3 separate regions of the Mus musculus genome follow, and all the other regions are linked to region 1. A link is a contact called in public HiChIP or PLAC-seq and promoter capture Hi-C data. All regions are on one chromosome and are shown on one strand. Each heading gives the region's core, a stretch centred on a gene start, on an enhancer-like site or on the middle of the called end of the contact. The rest is flanking DNA. Distances are from core to core; before and after follow the strand shown.

The links. Promoter capture Hi-C pulls out the DNA fragments that hold promoters and counts their contacts. HiChIP or PLAC-seq counts read pairs in DNA pulled down with a chosen protein or histone mark.
Region 2: an H3K27ac HiChIP or PLAC-seq map of embryonic stem cells shows a contact between it and region 1, with 8 times the contacts expected there. The contact joins the enhancer-like site here to the promoter of Sall1 in region 1. A contact is called at or near these places in 3 of 39 promoter capture datasets (embryonic stem cells, liver and stem cell-derived epiblast-like cells), 5 of 115 datasets of contacts at active chromatin or transcription factors (astrocytes, embryonic forebrain, embryonic stem cells and 1 more) and 1 of 9 other capture datasets (embryonic tail).
Region 3: a contact with region 1 is called in a promoter capture Hi-C map of liver, with 4 times the contacts expected there. The contact joins the enhancer-like site here to the promoter of Sall1 in region 1. A contact is called at or near these places in 3 of 39 promoter capture datasets (hippocampal neurons, liver and stem cell-derived epiblast-like cells), 2 of 115 datasets of contacts at active chromatin or transcription factors (astrocytes and embryonic stem cells) and 1 of 9 other capture datasets (embryonic stem cells).

Annotation. Positions count from the first base shown.
Region 1 is chr8:89,041,281-89,044,142 of GRCm38.p6, reverse strand. Sall1 (spalt like transcription factor 1) reads left to right here and starts at 1,281. Exons shown (of 3, transcript NM_001371070.1): 1 at 1,281-1,791. The coding sequence starts at 1,716. Gm3134 (predicted gene 3134) reads right to left here. Exons shown (of 3, transcript NR_166639.1): 1 at 2,347-2,862.
Region 2 is chr8:90,853,575-90,856,274 of GRCm38.p6, reverse strand. All of the region lies in intron 2 of Chd9 (chromodomain helicase DNA binding protein 9), which reads right to left. Among named protein-coding and RNA genes, the nearest start is that of Chd9, 26 kb to the right of the region's middle. Within about 2 kb of position 1,359, at least 83 of the 459 cell types and tissues checked have an H3K27ac peak or open chromatin away from gene starts, as enhancers often do. A contact at or near this core is called in embryonic stem cells, liver and stem cell-derived epiblast-like cells, where this site is marked.
Region 3 is chr8:90,943,441-90,946,140 of GRCm38.p6, reverse strand. All of the region lies in intron 3 of Chd9 (chromodomain helicase DNA binding protein 9), which reads right to left. Among named protein-coding and RNA genes, the nearest start is that of Gm39221, 110 kb to the left of the region's middle. Within about 2 kb of position 1,315, at least 3 of the 459 cell types and tissues checked have an H3K27ac peak or open chromatin away from gene starts, as enhancers often do. A contact at or near this core is called in liver, where this site is marked.

The DNA of each region.
Region 1 (2,862 bases), core at 32-2,531:
AACCCCGAGGCAGGAGGAGGTCTAAACTAAGCCGAGGACCAAGCCTCAGGTTCGCAGGCGCCCAAACCCGGAAGAGGGAGTACAGGGCCCGGATCCCTGGGTCCCGTGAGCGGGTAAGAGAGGCTGGCTCCCAGCTCTGGGAGAGAAACAGAGAGAGATGGAGAGAAAAGTTTGGGCGCCGCACGTAGCAAGTGTCGGAAAAGTGAAGGCGAGTCACGGCGTAGCTAGCAGGGCAACGAACAGGACCCCCCCTCCATGCTCACTCACTCCGGGTAGCCACCTCGTCTGCGACGAGGTGGCGGCCTCCACCCCTAGGACACGGAGCACTAGGGTCCAGGGTAGAGGCGGTGCCTAGGGTCTGGCTCCAGCAGCACCACCCAGGCCAGGGGAGCGCTGCTTAGCACAGAATTAGCTGCGCCCCTCCCCTCCCTCCCGCAGAAGCTGAACTCGGAGCTCAGGCAGGTCCTTGCTCTCCACCCGCCCGGAGCTTGGCGGCGCCACGGTGGCCGCCGCCTCCCCGCGGAGTGACGCGCCCTGCAGCCAACCGGGGCGGCCGGGGGGAGGTTCGGGAGGGGGTCCTGGGCGGAGCCGAGCCGCCCCCTTATCCCACGGGCTCGGGGCGCTTCTCCCGAAAACTTCAGCCCTAATTGTCCCGGGAATGTCCAAGGTAGAGAAAGGGAGCTAAGGAGCCAGCAAGAGGCTGGAGGGTCGCCGCTCCCAGGCAGGGAGAGGATGGGGTGGCGAGAAAACTGCCCCTCCCCCCAAGCCCCAAACCCATCACGTCCCCAAACCTTTCCTGGGTCCTCTTCTCCGCACCCCCGCGAGCCCGGGATCCTGAGAGTGGAGAACTCTGGGCGAAGGATCTCCGAGCCAGGCGGCGGGCAGGCGGGAGGGAGGCCCGGCAGCGAGCGGGAGGCGGACTGGCGTGGGGCTGGCTCTTCCCCACTCGCTTTTTTTTTTTTATGAGAGTGGGGGTGGGCTGCTTTCTGGTAGCTCTTAAAGAAAATGAAGGAACACTCACGAAATGGGGCGCCCTCTCCTACCCCGTCCCGCCACGGGACTCCCTCCCCCTCGCGGGCCAGTACGCAGCGCGGGAGTTAGGAAGTTCGCCGCTCGCCCGCAGCCTGGGTCCCCAGCCCCCGCCGCCAGCCCCACCCCCACGCGGCCCTGCTCCGCTAGGCTCCCGGGCGAGCATGCTAATTCGGGTCGGCCCAGCCCGGGATGGAGGGCGGGGGAGGGGGGAGGGGAACGAGCGGGGGGCGCCGGCCGGGGCGCTGGGCGCGCAGTGGCGAGGAGGCAGGCCCCCGGCGGCCGGGCCGCGGAGTCCCCGGCGGTCGCCAAGAGGGTTAACCAAGAGTCGGGCGGCGCGGCGCGCAGAGCCAGCCCCGCGGCCGGCTTATTGGGCCAGCGCGCGGAGAGACAGGGGTCTGCAGCAAATCACGAACTAATTGATTAAGGCGAGCGGGTTTGAATAGCGCTGGCCCGGTGCCAATCGCCTTTCAAAGAGCCCCTCTATGATTAATCGCAATGCATTATTGATAATCATAATTATAGCAGGACACATGCGCGCTGTGCCCGGGGCCGGGGAGCCGGGGAGGGGGCGGGCGGGCCGGCGGGCGGGGGGAGCCGCCGCCGCCGCCGCTCGATTTCCGTAATTTTGAGAAGATTTTTTTTTAGTAATTTTTTATTCTGCCCCAGCTGATGTTTGAGCCAGCATGTCGCGGAGGAAGCAAGCGAAGCCTCAACATTTCCAATCCGACCCCGAAGTGGCCTCGCTCCCCCGGCGAGATGGTGAGTGCTCCGGCCGGCGCCGCGGACACACAGACACGCACTCACACGCACACTCGGACCCACGCACACGCGGCGGGCCCCGCGCCCACCGCCGCTTTCGCCTTCTGCACTCGGCGCGTCTGATTTTATTTCATGCTTCCTCGATTTCAATTTGCCGGGCCAGGCTTCCCCTGTCCCGGGAGAGCCAGCCTATCCCGGCTGGAGCTTTCCGGAGTTCCGTGTCCTCGACTGGGCGGAGTAGGGTCGACTGGCCGGCTCGCTCCTCCGCCCAGAGGGTCGGAGAAGCCGCGGCCACGACCCTGCCGCCCCGAGGGGCGATCTCTCGGGCAGAGGCCATCTGGAGCTGCCCACGCGAGCTCTCTCCCGCTCCCCGCGCGCCACCCGGGTCCCCGGGCTGGGCCTCTGTCGCCTGGGCCTCACCGCCCAGCCCTGCGGCCAACGTTAAAGAAGTTTACTTCGTCCGGGTGGCTGAACGCCGAGCGCGTGGGGAGCTCTCCGTACCCACCCCCCCCCCAAACTCTCGTTCCCACTTGGCTAGCGGGCGAAACATGGTACCTTTGGGGGTTCCGAGCCGTGAGAACTGGGGGTTGGGGTGGAGGAGCGACATCCTGGGGTCGCGGCCGAGTGCTGCCGGTCGCTCTGGAGACTGACTTAGGGACAGGGAAGTGTCGCTTGGTCCGGCTTCCCAAGTTTGTTCTCCTGTCGTTTCTTTCCACACTTGCACCCATAACCCGTCAAAGTCGGGCTTGGATGTGTGCACCCCACGTATTATGGAGTCCCATCCTTCGGGACCCGTTCTGGTAAGGGTCATTAGACACTTTCTTGGGTCCCGGGTATTAGCCCGCCAGACCCCTGGAGCCAGCCGAGCAATGAAGGCAGGGTTCCGAAAGGACTGAATGAGTAGGGAAAAGTTTGTGTGCGGGAACTGTGGCCTAGAATGGGAGAGACCCGCGCAGGGAACTGGGGTCACTGAGGGAAGACCCCCTCCGACCCCAGCTTGACCTGAACTGTTCTAGGGCAGAGTTTCCGAGCTCCCAGGCCAGAGGCTACGCTCGGTTCCGGGGTCACCGG
Region 2 (2,700 bases), core at 110-2,609, 1.8 Mb before region 1:
TTTACAAAGGACATTCGGGCATTTTCTTTCTTTCTTTCTCTTTCTTTCCTTTTTTCTTTCTTTCTTTCCTTTTTTCTTTCTTTCTTTCTTTCTTTCTTTCTTTCTTTCTTTCTTTCTTTCTTCCTTTCTTTCTCTCTTTCTCTCTTTCTTTCCTCTCTCTCTCTCTCTCTCTCTCTCTCTCTCTCTCTCTCTCTCTCTCTCTCTCTTTCTTTCTTTTCCGAGACAGGGTTTCTCTGTATAGCCCTGGCTGTCCTGGTACTCACTCTGTACCCCAGTCTGGCCTCGAACTCAGAAATCCGCCTGCCTCTGCCTCCCAAGTGCTGGGATTAAAGGCGTGCACCACCATGCCCGCCTGGGCATTTTCTTCTACTACTGCACCCCACTAGCACACGGAGATGAGGCTGGCCTTCAACTCCTGGATCCCTCTGCCTTCGCTTCCTGAGGGTTATCAACATAGTTCCTTGAGCCATATGACACACCCACTTTGCACTATTATTGTGACAGCATCTCAGTATGTCCAAGCCAACCTTCATCCCTCAAAGTCGTAGATGACCTTGAACTTCCGATTTTCTTGCTTCAATCACCCACTGGCTAAGATTATAGGCATATATTACCATGCCCAGTTTTAAATTTTATTATACAGGAAACTGAAGTCTAAGGAAGAAAAGTACCTAGGGTTATCGGCTCTTTCACACATGCACCCACTGACACACAGTTACCTGTCTGAAGAGGCTTGAACTAGGAGCTGTGGTTCCATCAGGGAGGAACACAGACATTTCCTATTCAACCTTCAACCAATTAAAATCCCTGATCCCAATTCCAGGGCTCTTCGCAGCACCCAGAACCCAGCACTCAGGTTGGATTTGTCATTTCCAGGGGCCTGGGTGCCTTGGTGCCTTATTAATCTACCATCCCTGGGACGACCATCCAAAGAGCACAGTAATCGTTATGCAAATGTAATGCCTACACTCGGTGCTGAACCAGACCTTACAGGACTCTCCAATATAGAGATGCAGCACCGACCAAGTTTGCTTCCCCGTCTGGATGGGAGCCTTCTCAGCCCACTTTTACTCACTGTGAATGCTTTTACACTCTCACCTTTGGCTCGTCTCCTTCCAAGCACCAATGCACAGAAGTAGAAATGAGATAAAGGTTGTTTCAAAGGCAAAGGAGGAAGGGAAAAGGGGGTAGGCGGGAGCAGAAAGTAAACCATAGAGAAGACGGAACCAACTTCACCTTCCACACAACCCTGCCGAGAGCCAGCCTTAGCCAAGGTCAGGGATGCCAGGCAAACCCCACCCAGACAGATATCCCGGAAAGCGGCCTGGGAGTGGCTAGTGCATGTCCCCAGAGCCTGGGCAATGTTATTTCCTGGGCAACTACAAGTCACACAGGATGAAAGCTATGACTGCACGTCTGGGGTAGGGTGGGAGGCTTTGCCAGAAGGTGGGGGTGGGGCAGGAGCCCGGGAGGAGGGGCCGAGCCTTGGCTGGCTTCGCACAGACACAGACACATCTCTTCATTTTTTCCAGACTGGAAAGAGCTGTTTGGGCTGTGCACATTTGCAGAGAGTCACGGTCTTTACTATGCTTCCTGGCTCCCTCCGAAGCTTGCCTTTTGTCATTCAGTCAAAACCCAGCTTGTATTTTTCATGAGGAGAGCTAAACAGACTGTGGGGTCTCTTCCCCCCATGTTGTGCTCAAAAGCACATCACAACTGACTTAAAAAGCCCCACCTCCTCACTTGGACAGCAGGGGTTGGGGGTGGCATGCTATAGAGACAAAGACCCAAGTTTAGACAAACATTGTCTCCCGGTTGGAGGTGCGCTCACACTATTTTCCCTGCGCACACACACACACACACACACACACACACACACACACACACACACACACTTTTTTTCCCTTCTTTTTTTTTTTTAAAGCAAAATACTATACCAATAGCCAATTCAGTACTTTACGCATGTCTCTTCCTTATCTACACTGTCAGGAGCACAGGTAGGGCCAGAAATAAGTTAGTTAATTTTTAAAAATGCCTTCTTGCCAAAATGCACCCTCCCCCAAATGTTTCTACCCAGAGAACCCTTATCCATCCAATAGCAAATGTGTGTACGTGCATTTCCCATGCCAACCAATTCTCCAACACCAGCTGGTGCCTACGATGCAATTCAGTTCCGAGAGTGACTACCTACAGTTGGCATGAGAGCCCACAGGTTGAAGGCTCGATCCCAGAGACCATCTGTACTTCAAAAAGTTACACACATCCCAGAGAACTGTGACCCAAGTCACAAGTTCTGTCTCAAGAAAACAAAGAGAGGGATGGGGAGTTGGTTCATCAGTTAAGAGCACTTGTTCCTGCAGGACTCTTAGAACCTACACAATGACTTGCAACCATCTGTAACTCTGGTCCCAAGGGATTTAAAGTCCTCTTCTTGGCCACCAAGTTCACATATGATATGAATACAAACATACAGGCAAAACACTCAAACACATAAAAATATTAAGTCAAGCCGGGCAGTGGTGGCACACACTTTTAATCCTAGCACTTGGAAGGCAGAGGCAGGTGTATTTCTGAGTTCGAGGCCAGCCTAGTCTACAGAGTGAGTTCTAGGACAGCTAGGGCTACACAGAGAAACCCTGTCTCTAAAAACAAAACAAAACAAAAAACCAAAACAAAACAACAACAAAAAAAAATTAAGTC
Region 3 (2,700 bases), core at 66-2,565, 1.9 Mb before region 1:
CTGAGTTCAGATCCCAGCAACCACATGGTGGCTCACAACCATCGTAACAAAAATCTGATGCCCTCTTCTGGAGTGTCTGAAGACAGCTACAGTGTACACACATATAATAAATAAATAAATCTTTAAAAAAAAAAAAAAGAACTGGTAAAAGGACCCAGTGAGTTAAAAGGAACTTGTTGCCAGACCTGAACACCCGAGTCCAATCCCCAGAATCACATGGTGGAAGGAGAGAACCAACTCACACAGTCGTCCTTTGTCTTGTATATCCACACCATGCCATATGATGCACCCATCCAACACATGTGCATGCACATGCTCACACATATGGTCTAGCAAAATAATTTTAAAAATATCTCAAAATAAAAGAGGAAGGGAGGAAAAAAGACAAGGCACATGCCCCAAGTAAAGAATGAGATAAAAAGTGTGTTGTTTTAAACCATTATATTAAGCACAATTTGGTATCACACAGCATTAAAAGAAACATACTACAGCCAGATGTGTTGATGCTTGCATTAAATCCCAGCACTTAGGAGGCAGAGACAGGCATATCTCTGTGAGTTCTAGGCTAGCCTGGTCTACATACTAAGTTCTAGGATGGCCAAGGCTACATAGAGAGACCCTGTTTCAAAACAACAACAGAAATAGGAGATGCAAGAGGAAGATGTATGTGAATGTGTGTGTGTGTGTGTGTGCAATATAAAATTTTAAGCTACTTTGTTGATGTTACTTATTAAAAGCAAAACATATCTTTCTCCTTTGCTGTAAGATATGAGGGAAAGTCTCCAACTAACTTCTGGCCAGAGGTTAAAAAATATTTTCTAATTAATTGCATCATTTACTAATACACTCATCCAGATGGCCTATTAAAACAAAAGAAAAGTAAACAGTTACAACTAATGAACTAAAGTCACAGATCAAAACCAAAATCAAATAAACTCCAGACCAAAAGTCAACTGTAGACACAAATTACTCTCAACCAAAAACCAGCAGCTAATAGAGGAAAGAGAGAGAGAAGAGAGCATGGGGGATAGAGAACATAGAGCATGGAGAGCAGGGAGGAAGACTGAGCATGGAGGATAGAGTTTAGGAATGCAAGCCTAACCTGTCTGTCTGTCTGTCTGTCTTTGTCTCTGTCTCTCTCTTAATGGAAAGGAGAGATATCCCCTCCTTTTTAGAACTTTGTTTATTTTGTTTGGGTTTTGCTTCTGAATTTTATTGATTTATTTTATGAATATGGGTGTTTTGTTTGTATACATGTCTGTACAAACCTGGCCAGAAAAGGGTGTTGGAAGCCACAGGACTGGAGTTCAGGATCGCTGTGAGCCACCATGTGGGATCCTGGAAACTGTACTCTGATCCTCTGAAAGAGTGGCCAGTGCTCTTAAGCACTAAGCCATCTCTCCAACCTGCAAGCCTAGTTTACTATCTGAAAATTAATTCACAGAGTACAGCTTAGCAAGAGCCTCATGAAAGCTTTATATCCTATCTTGTGATAAAGGAAAACAAATACTCAAATTCACTATCCCTCATGATGTAACTACTCATGATGCAGCAATTAAGACTAGAAGGGAGTAGCCAACAATTTGCTAAATAGGACATCTATGCAAACCCCACAACGAGCATCAAGCCTCACGGTGAAATACAGGAGGAGCAACTTAAGACCACATGGTCACAACATCTCTGTGGTGGGAGTCTTGTGAGTGTATGCCCAGGGAAGTAGAGCTGGGTCAGATGACAGCTCGAACTAGTTTTGTTTTGTTCTTTTTATGAGATTTCCACAGTGCCACAGCAGCTGACACTCTGATCAATAGTAATGAAGGTCCCTTCTCTCCATATGCTCTTCAGAAGTTGCTGTGACTTGCTTTCTTACCTAATCCTCATAGGAGAGATGAAATAGAAAAGCAGTTTTACTTGCTCTCTATGATAAACTAAGGATAAACACTTTGTGTTTATATCCACAGATTTATGATGCTCTCAACCTTGGATAGAGAAGCTGCTGCTTTCTTTTAATTTTTGAGACAGGGTCTCTCTATGTAGCCCTGACTTTCCTGGAACTCACAGAGCTCCTCCATGCCACCACGCCTAGTTCAGAGAAGCTCCTTGAGTTGGTAGGAGTTAAAGCAGAGCCTCAACTGCTGAAGCAAACATCTGTGAGCTTTTAGCCACTGGTGAGATGTCTATATAAACCACCCCCTATCAGTTCTAGACACACAGAGGCGATCTTCCGATCAGCTGGTGCGTTCTTCAATTTCTTTCATCCTCTTCCTCCTCCTCCTCCCCCTCCCCCTCCTCCTATGTGTGTGTGTGTGTGTGTCCTGAAGTTACCCTCACAGATATAGTTTACCTTCCTGGCTGCATTTCTTGTGGATATTAAACTATTGTAAGTGGGTATTTTCCTTGATTTCTTTTGCAGCAAGTTGTCAATATAGAACATAATTTTATATGACTGGTGCCAATGTTAGTCACACTGTATAGAAAAAGAGACTGAGTTTGGAAAGATAAACAAATCTGCTCAGTATTTTAAAATGAGTTATTTTTAACTATGCTTCTTTCTGTATAGGTATACATACATGACGGCAGGTAACCACAAAGACCTGAGATGTCTGATCTTCTGGAGCTGAAGTTACAAGCAGTTGTGAGCTACTTACCTAAATTAAAATAATACATACATTTTACATATTCATAAAAATGATGTTAACT